Linked DNA regions of Mus musculus: region 2 is linked to region 1. Evidence: chromatin contacts called from public Hi-C data. All regions are on one chromosome and are shown on one strand. The core of a region is the stretch at or near the end of the contact, and the rest is flanking DNA. Distances in the headings are between cores, read along the strand shown. Region 1 holds the start of Parn (poly(A)-specific ribonuclease (deadenylation nuclease)). Region 2 holds the start of Ufd1 (ubiquitin recognition factor in ER-associated degradation 1).

The links. A called contact is a pair of places that touch in the nucleus more often than the background predicts.
Region 2: a contact with region 1 is called in a Hi-C map of regulatory T cells, with 5 times the contacts expected there. The contact joins the promoter of Ufd1 here to the promoter of Parn in region 1. A contact is called at or near these places in 1 of 39 promoter capture datasets (cranial neural crest) and 2 of 484 Hi-C or Micro-C datasets (CD4 T cells and regulatory T cells).

The regions. Positions count from the first base shown.
Region 1 is chr16:13,666,301-13,670,623 of GRCm38.p6, forward strand. It overlaps Parn (poly(A)-specific ribonuclease (deadenylation nuclease)), which reads right to left and starts at 1,870. Exons shown (of 24, transcript NM_028761.3): 1 at 1,711-1,870; 2 at 1,234-1,311. The coding sequence starts at 1,729.
Region 2 is chr16:18,809,818-18,814,140 of GRCm38.p6, forward strand. Ufd1 (ubiquitin recognition factor in ER-associated degradation 1) reads left to right here and starts at 2,477. Exons shown (of 12, transcript NM_011672.4): 1 at 2,477-2,600. The coding sequence starts at 2,598. Cdc45 (cell division cycle 45) reads right to left here and starts at 2,155. Exons shown (of 19, transcript NM_001358206.1): 1 at 1,698-2,155; 2 at 1,488-1,547; 3 at 572-664. The coding sequence starts at 1,748.

The sequences.
Region 1 (4,323 bases), core at 620-3,119:
CGTGCAGCACTGCCGAGAGCAGCGGATCCCTGAAGCACACTGGGCGACCAGGTGCATTGCAGGTTGAGACACTGCCTCAAAAAATAGAGTGTGGTTGAGGAAAAGCATTCAGTGTTGAACTCCAGCATCTATTCATGCACATGTGTGTACACATACTTAAACGCATACGTAGCACATGTGGGTCTACTGAGCTAACCAAGGAAGACTTGTACTAAAGCATTAAGTAATATCCTTATTTGTCGTCTAAGTACAGCCCTGGCCAGTCTCACAATACTATAGGTTTCCTCTTACATGATGTGTCTAGAGTGGTCACAATCAAAGACAAATGATGGCTGGTAGAGGCTAAAGGGAGTAATAGAATAATTCCATGAGTAGTTATCTATTTAAGATAGAAAAAGCCGGGCGTGGTGGCGCACGCCTTTGATCCCAGCACTTGGGAGGCAGAGGTAGGCGGATTTCTGAGTTCGAGGCCAGCCTGGTCTACAGAGTGTGTTCCAGGACAGCCAGGGCTATACAGAGAAACCCTGTCTCAAAAAACCAAAAAAGAAAAAAAAAAAAAAATCCAGAACTGGAGGATACCAGCTGGACAGCAACATGAGTGTAGTTAATGCTACCAAATTCCAAAACCACTTAAGAACAAATGCAATAGAGCTAGGAAATGTCTTGAAGCGTAAAGTGCTTGCCATGCAAACACGAGGACCTGAGTTTGGACCTTCACCATATAAAAACTGAGCATGTCAGCACACAGTAACAGGACCCCACAGCTGTCATCCTGGCACCTGTAACCCCAGCATGGATCTTGTAGGAGAGACAGATTCGGGGGGCCTGCTGGCCAGCCATCTTAGTAAAATACCCAGCTCTAGATTCAACAAGAGAAACACGTTGAAAACTTATTTTAAACATAAGCTACCCAAAAACAACCTCTGGCCTCCACTCATCATATACATATACATATTTGTGTGTGTGTGTAGTGTGTGCATTTCGAAATGATAAACTTGGATAGGTGTATTTTGTCACAGGAAAAAGACCTCAACCTAAACCCCCTGCTTTTTAACCATATACACCTAAATTAGTTTAAACAGCACCAGAACCATAATCTCTATCCAAAAATCTCACGCCCTGACCAACCACAAAACCACATCTCTCCCAGGCTTTTGCCATGACCAGTGAGGAAGGAGGCAGGGAGCCTTTGCAATACAAGGTGTAAGCCCAGAGCTTTCAAGGGAGTGATACCTGAAAACTCCCCATCGATGGCGAAGAAGTCAGCCTCCTCTATGGCCTGGTACACTTTGTGAAGATTAATCTTAAAATCTGCAGAGAAACCAAGAAAAGGCTCAGAACAGGTGGCCTGCCTTCCTGCCCACCAACTAAAGGGAGATGGGAGAAAGGGCCGGAGGAGCTCCCGGGGCATCGGAGAAGCGGAATAAGTGTTCAAGGACCACAAGGGACACCTCCTCCAGGGGTCACTAGATAAAGTATGCACGACTGAAAAGGGCTAGCCCTGAGCAGGTGAGCAGGGAAAAGAAAGGCATGGATGCCAAAGGTGCACGCTTTGCAGAGCGACAAGTCCCACCAGCAGCACCGCTTTTCAGAGGAAGTATTGCCCGGCGGGACTGACTTGTCCCGGGCCCCGCTAAACTCGAGAGGTCTGGGCCTAGCACGCTAGGTGGGCTTGAGGACAGGGATGGGGGTTGTGCGGCGGACACGCACTGCTCCGGATTATCTCCATCCTGCGGCGCAGACGGAACCTTGGCCCCGCCCAGGCTGACGCCGGTCCACGCGCAGAGTTCCGCAGCAAAAGCAGCGTGGGGATGTCGGAGGCCGCCACGAAACAGCACAGGACACTTCCGGAAACAGCGCGCGCCGCTGCGCCTGCGTCAGATCTGTGTCACGTTAGGGGCGGAGCCCGGGCCCTCCGGGCTGCCTAGAAAGGAAAAAGGGGCATTGCTATCAAAGTCTCAAGGCCTGGCCCATATGTTGGAGAAGTTTCCTGTCCTGAACCTGGTTGATCAAGAGACATATGGACTGGTTTCCCCTGGGTCTATAATTCCAGTCTGAGAAGGATGAGGCAGGAGAATTTGCAAATTCGAGGCCAGCTTAGGGAACATAATGAGAGTCTGTCTAAAAATTTTTAAATTAATTTTATATATACAAATATATAATTCTTGCTTAATTTGTGGGGTAAAGTGTTGGAGAAGTATACGTGCGCATTTGTGTGGCGGTCGGTGATCACTAGTAGTAAGCAAAGAAGGACCTCCCGTGGCTGTTCTTGTTCTCCACCTTCCTTGAGACAGGGTCTCTCTCACTGACTGAACTTGTTTCAGCCGGAGTGGCGCCTAAAATGCCAGTCTCTGACTCCCAACACTGGGTTTACAAGATTGCAGGGCTGTGCCTAGCTTTTTTTTCATGGGTGCTGGGGATTTGTCCATGAGTCTGGATGACTCCACAGCAAGTGCTCTTACCCACGGAACCATCTCTATGCCCCATATTGACTGAGTTCCGGTTCTATGCCACTCTGGTAGAAGAGAGACACTGTGATGACAAATCATGGTGGTTGTCCCATTGCAGCGTAAAACTTGGATAAGAAGAAAAAAAAAAAAAAGCCAGGCAGACATCAGACTTGCTACTTGGAAACATGATAGTTGCTATGGAGATAAAGAGCAAAATTCTGCAGCAGAGAGTGTTAGGTAATCAGAAAAGGCAGAGCCATTTTTGGGAGCCTACTTTGTGACCTAACACTCTACAAAAGTGGCAAGTACTCTTAACCTCTGAGCCATCTCTCCAGCCCTACATTCAGCTCACCTCAAAGAGTTTCAGGATTTTGTTAGCCAGCCCCTGCTGGCTTATTCCAGAGATAAAGTGTTCACAGGGGCTAGATAGTTGGCTGTTAACAACTGTAATCTTTCCAATATTTATCCTCCAAAGAGTAAATGAGACCCCGTGTGATGGCTATTCTTGGGTGTCAACTTGACAATATCTGTACTAAGCTACAATTCAGAAATGGAAGGCACACCTGTGAGAGATTTCCTGCTTGATTTACAGTGAGTGAATTCACTTCTAGTCCAGACCTCTGAGGTAGGAAGACATACATGCTTAATCCAGATCTTGAGGCAAGAAGACACACACCTTTAATCTAGATCTTGAGGTAGGAAGACACAACTCTAATCTGGGCCAACCTTCTGCTGGCAGCCTATGTAAGGACCTGGAAGAAGGAAGCGCTTACTCTTTGCCTGCTTACCCTGTAGGAAGTCCATTCCTTCACTGGCATTGAGGCCCTCCTTCCAAAAGACCAACTTAGACATCCAGCCTTGTGAGACTGAACAAGTACTAGAACCTTAGACTTGCTGGTCCCAGCTAGTCATTGTTAGATTATTTCCTCTCATATCTAAATATATACAGTTTGCTTCTTTATTTTAACAGAGTGCATTAGTGAGGGTAACCTAGGGTCACAGAACTTTGGAAATTATTCTCTGTCTCTGTGTGTATGTGTCTCTCTCTGCTTTGCACATCGGGAATGATGATACCTTTACCTGCCCTGGAGCTCGAACATCTCCCCCAGGATGCTGACCTTCAGAAACTTCTGTTAGAGACTAGACCTGATCTTCAGCTGAGATACATCACACAGGTGAGCAGCCTTGGGAAGATAGGCTTAGGACCATAGTTAGGAACTTAGTGTGAACCTTGTGTGATAAACCTCAGCGTAATACAACGTAACTTTCATTACACTAAATACTATGCATATCTATCTCCCTTCTTGCTTAAGACAGAGGCAGGTTGATCTACAGATTGAGTTCCAGGACAACCAGGGGTACACAGAGAAACCCTGTCTACAAACAAACAGGGGAAGTATGGTGGGACACACCTGCAATCCAACCATCTGGAGAGTTCATTTGAATTCAGGACTAAACCTGTTCTACAAAGGTTGTGTCTTATTTATTTATTTATTTATTTATTTATTTATAATATATGTGTGCTCTCCTGCATATGTATCTGCTGCCTGAAGATGGCATCAGATCCCATTACAGATGGTTGTGAGCCACCATGTGGTTGCTGGGAATTGAACTCAAGACCTCTGGAAGAGCTCCCAGTGTTCTTAGCCATCTCACCAGCCCAGGGCTGTGTCTTAATAAGGAAAAATAATCTTAAATGGTAAATTCTGTTATGTATCTGTTATCACAATGAAGAAAAAAAGGTTTCTACCTTTACTAGATCACTCTCTAGAAAGTAAATTCTGCTAGCACAAATCAGTTTTACTCTTTACCAACTTGAAAAGAACACTCTCATTTATTCCTTTAGAGGTGGCTGATCTCAAACTCATTCCAT
Region 2 (4,323 bases), core at 1,227-3,726, 5.1 Mb after region 1:
CATCTTCACGTGGATCCCCAACAACTCAAGAGGGGGCTGCTCTGACTCTGTTGCCTTTATGTGGATTCCATTCCCCTAACTGGGCTGTTTTGTCTGGCCTCAGTGGGAGAGGTCCTGCAGTGACTTGATGAGCTGGGAGGGTGGGGGTGGGGGGGGTAACACCCTGTAAGGGGGGGTGGTTCTCCTTCTCAGAAAAGGGAATAGGAGGAGGTACTGTGGGGGGGGGTAACTAGGAGGAAGGAGGCTGATATGGGATACAAAATAAATAAATAAATGGAAACAACAAGTGAGGTCAGAGTAGGTGCTGCCCACAACTAAACTGTTTTTATTTTTGAGACAGGATCTTGTCGTGTAGCCCAGGCTGGCCTCAGTCTTGCTAGATGTAGTTCAAACCTACCTTAAATTGGTGGTTCCTTGGCAAATGTTGATTCCGCCACCATAACTTTAAGCCTAATAAAACTGATACTTCAAAAACACCCTTCTCCTACTTCAGAACTGGACAAATGCTAAGTATTAAGAACCTGCCACTGAGTAGAGTGGCCTAATTATTCTCCAATTCATTAGTTCATACCTGCTCTTTATGTTCAAGATATGCAGTTTCAAGTTCTTGCCACCCAGAAACCGGAACCAGCGTATACTGGACGTGGTCACACTGAAACAGGGCCTGGAGAGAGAGCATGTGGTCAGAAACCCTCATTAAAGATAACTTACCTGCAATCACCAGAAGCAGACTAGTTGAGTTGAGACAAAGATCTATGTGATATGCTGTTTGGTAAAAGGTCAATAGGAGAAGCTACGTGGCAAGGCTGTGAGCAAGAATTCAATCTGAATCTGTACAGTGTGCCAAAGTAAAACATTAAGAGAAAAAAAATACCCTAATTTTAATTACAGGGGTTCTGAAAAATTCCTAACCCCAGCACATTGTAAAAACCACACTATGAGCCGGGTGTGGTGGCGCACGCACGCCTTTAATCCCAGCACTCGGAAGGCAGAGGGAGATGGATTTGAGTTCGAGGCCAGCCTGGTCTATAAAGTGAGTTCCAGGACAGCCAGGGCTACACAGAGAAACCCTGTCTTGAAAAAACAAAAACAAAAAAACAAACCACACTATGGTCAGAGCCCAAACTAACAATCTTCTCTAATAGACTCGGGGCTCCTGTATTTCCTGCACTCCCTATTATACCACTCCCCACTGTCACATCTCCTCTCTCAAATTCCATCTTTGAGAGGTCATTTACAAATTCAAAGATTTCAGAAGTGAAACCATTTTCACTTGGGTTACTGTATAAAACACTACGTACTTGTCTCACTGTTTGCACTATACTTCTCTCTAGCTCCAGTATAGGTCAGAGAGGATATTTTGGGTTCCTCACCTCCTGCCTGCTCCTTCTGGTCCCTCCCCTTCTGTGACCTACCCCCTGCTGGGGCCAACCCTGATCTGTCACCTCTCCCTCCTGTCCTACCTTCCTAAGGTATTCAAAGCTCACCTGGAGGATCTTGCAAGCACACAAGGCATCCACGTCCGAGGCCACAAAGAGAAGGACCCTCTGTAGAAGCAAACGTGGACAGATGAGTTGAACACAGGGACGCTAAACTCTGTGGCAACTCTCTGACCTCCCGGCCCATCCACGGACACTCGCCCTCTTCTCCCCAGCCCCCAGATAAGGTTTGGATCAGGATCGTGGAATGGGAGTCACCTGGTTGTGGACCGTCTCGTAGAACTCCTTGCGGAAATCGGTCACGAACATAGCCACAGCGGCGGATACCTAGAACTGGCGCTGAGACACGGACAGCCCCGGAGGTCGTCAAGACTCCCGCCAAATCACAGCTCTTCTGATTGGTCCACGCCAGCAGCCAATAATTCTTAGCCTTTCCTCCTTTCTGATTGGTTCCTACTGGGGACAGCCAATAATGCTCTGCTATTCGCAGCTGGATAAGACCCGCCCGTCCCTCAAAAAATGAAACATCTTTCCTCAGGCTGCGAACCTTGTTGCCGGTGTTGACGCTAACGTCCAGTCACCCAAAACCACCTATGTTTGGCAGACATCTTTACTTCGGGAAGGAAGGTCTATTATCTGACCCTGGCATACTTAGAAAACAATATACTCTTAGACATAAAGTAAATTCAGTCACACATTATTTGAATGTGTTTCCAATAAGTTTCCAATACACGGTTCGTCGAATTAGAGTGAGCTATAGATTACTTCCGCCCGAATCCATGATGGCCGGGATCAACGCCGGAAACTCTAGCTGCATTCTGGGTATTGTAGTCCGTAAGGAGAACGGCTCCTATCAAGTTGTTTGGAAGAGAGTACTATCTAAACATTATAAACAGTCGCTATCCTGTGAAATCAATTATCAAGTGTTTTAATGTTTACTTTAAGTAATATTCAAACCTCAGGCCTTCCCATGACTTTCTGTTTTTCCGCCGCTGACTTCAGGCCTCCGTACCCCATCCCCTGCGGTGTTCCGTCACTTCCGGCGAGCCTCTCGCGGTTTCTGGGTTTCAGAGCAGTGGCCTGGACTGCAAAGAGGGAGCTGTGGGTTTTTATTGTAAGGTTCAGGAAAAGAAGCGGCATCACCAAACGCTGTCAGTCATGGTGAGTTGACCGGGGATCGCGAACCGGATGATGCCAGAGTTGCCCCTGGAGCTGGCAGGGAGGGCCTGGACCTGGTGGCGGAGGTGCCGAGTCACCCGGGCCTGCGTCGGGCCCCGACACTGTCCCGAGAGCTTCTGTCCCAAGTGGGACCCATAATTACGAGCCACCTCTTTTCTTCTTAGCTTGTCCGAGTCATGACTCGAATGCCTTTCGGCGGGACAGCAGCCCCGAGAGTAAAAAGGAACCTGCTACTTTATGTCGATAGTTCTCATAAGTGCTCGACACGCAACAAGTTTCCATGAACTCGGAGTTAACTGGAGATTTCTTGGGGGAGTGGCGCGAGGGAGGAGAAAACGAAGGACATTAAGCTCAGCCAAAGTTCCCTGACCTTTTATTTAGTAGAAATCATGTCTTAGGCTGTATGTCACGTTGTGTTCATCACGTTGTGATAACGACAATAGGTAATATGTAGTGCGCCTTTTTTCTATCAACGTATACTTATTTAATTCCTGCATTCCCCATGGAACATAGGTACGTAGTTATTATATTTACCGGTAGAACTAAAACTTAGAGAGGTGGTACTCAGGAAAGTGAGGCTCAGAGGTTGGAAGTCAAGTCCATCCGGCTGCAGTGATGTCTCATCACTCCTGTATATAGTGTTGACTCCGTGCCATTTGTTTGTTTGTTAAAAACAAGAAGTGATTATTAGATTTTTATCCTGAGTGTCACAGTAAGTCCCTGTCTAAGTTCATTTACATAACCAGCACTGAGTGTTTGATGTGTTAGGCATAAAAGCTTTAAAGGAAGTAACATGGATGATAGAAGCTCATGTTCATTGGTGGCTGAGTTGGAAGGATACCGTTCGGGTGTTGCATACTTCATGTACGTTGTTTATGTTCCAGAGAGAAGCAGTAGGTTAGATGGATGGCATAGGTGAAGATGCTTTGACGAGCACACACCCCCCACCCCCCAACCCCATGGCTCAAAAAAGGGCTTTGTGGGTTATGCACCTAAGACTGAGTCACACAGTTCTGGTACTTAAAGAAAAAGATAAAAGACTGAAGCACGCCTTTAATCCCAGCACTAGGGAAGCAGAGGCAGGCAGATTTCTGAGTTCAAGGCCAGCCTGGTCTACAAAGTGAGTTCCAGGACAGCCAGGACGATACAGAGAAACCCTGTCTCGAATAAACCAAAAAAAAAAAAAAAAAAGACTGAAAACTTGTGTACTAGTAACTGAAGAACAGTTTATTGGTGGGGGATGTTGGTGTGCACGTGGGCTTGAGAATAGAAGCCTTCGGGTGGGTATGTGAGCCCGTATGTGCATGTGAAGGTCAGCAGACTGTCTTGGATGTAGTTCTTCGTGTCTTGACTTTGCTGGCTGGTATGAGAAAATACTTGATATGCAGTGTGCAGGTCTGTTCTGTGCTGTGAGCACCAGGAGAAGCACTAACTCTGACCCCTGCCAAAGCAAGGGAGGCTTGCTGAAGAAGAAAAAGCATTGTTACTGAAAGCCAGGTGGAGGAATACATACATGGGCATCTGCTTTTCACCACCTGCAATGCTCTTTTGGGTTTCTTGCCCAGTTGACACTCAGACATGTAGGTCTTTAATGAGGGTCTCCTCCTGAACACTTGGTTAACATCCATTCTCGGGTGCTCTCTGTCCCGATACCTGTTTCTTGTCTTTAAAACTCCTAGACATAGGTATTTTATTGTTATCTTCC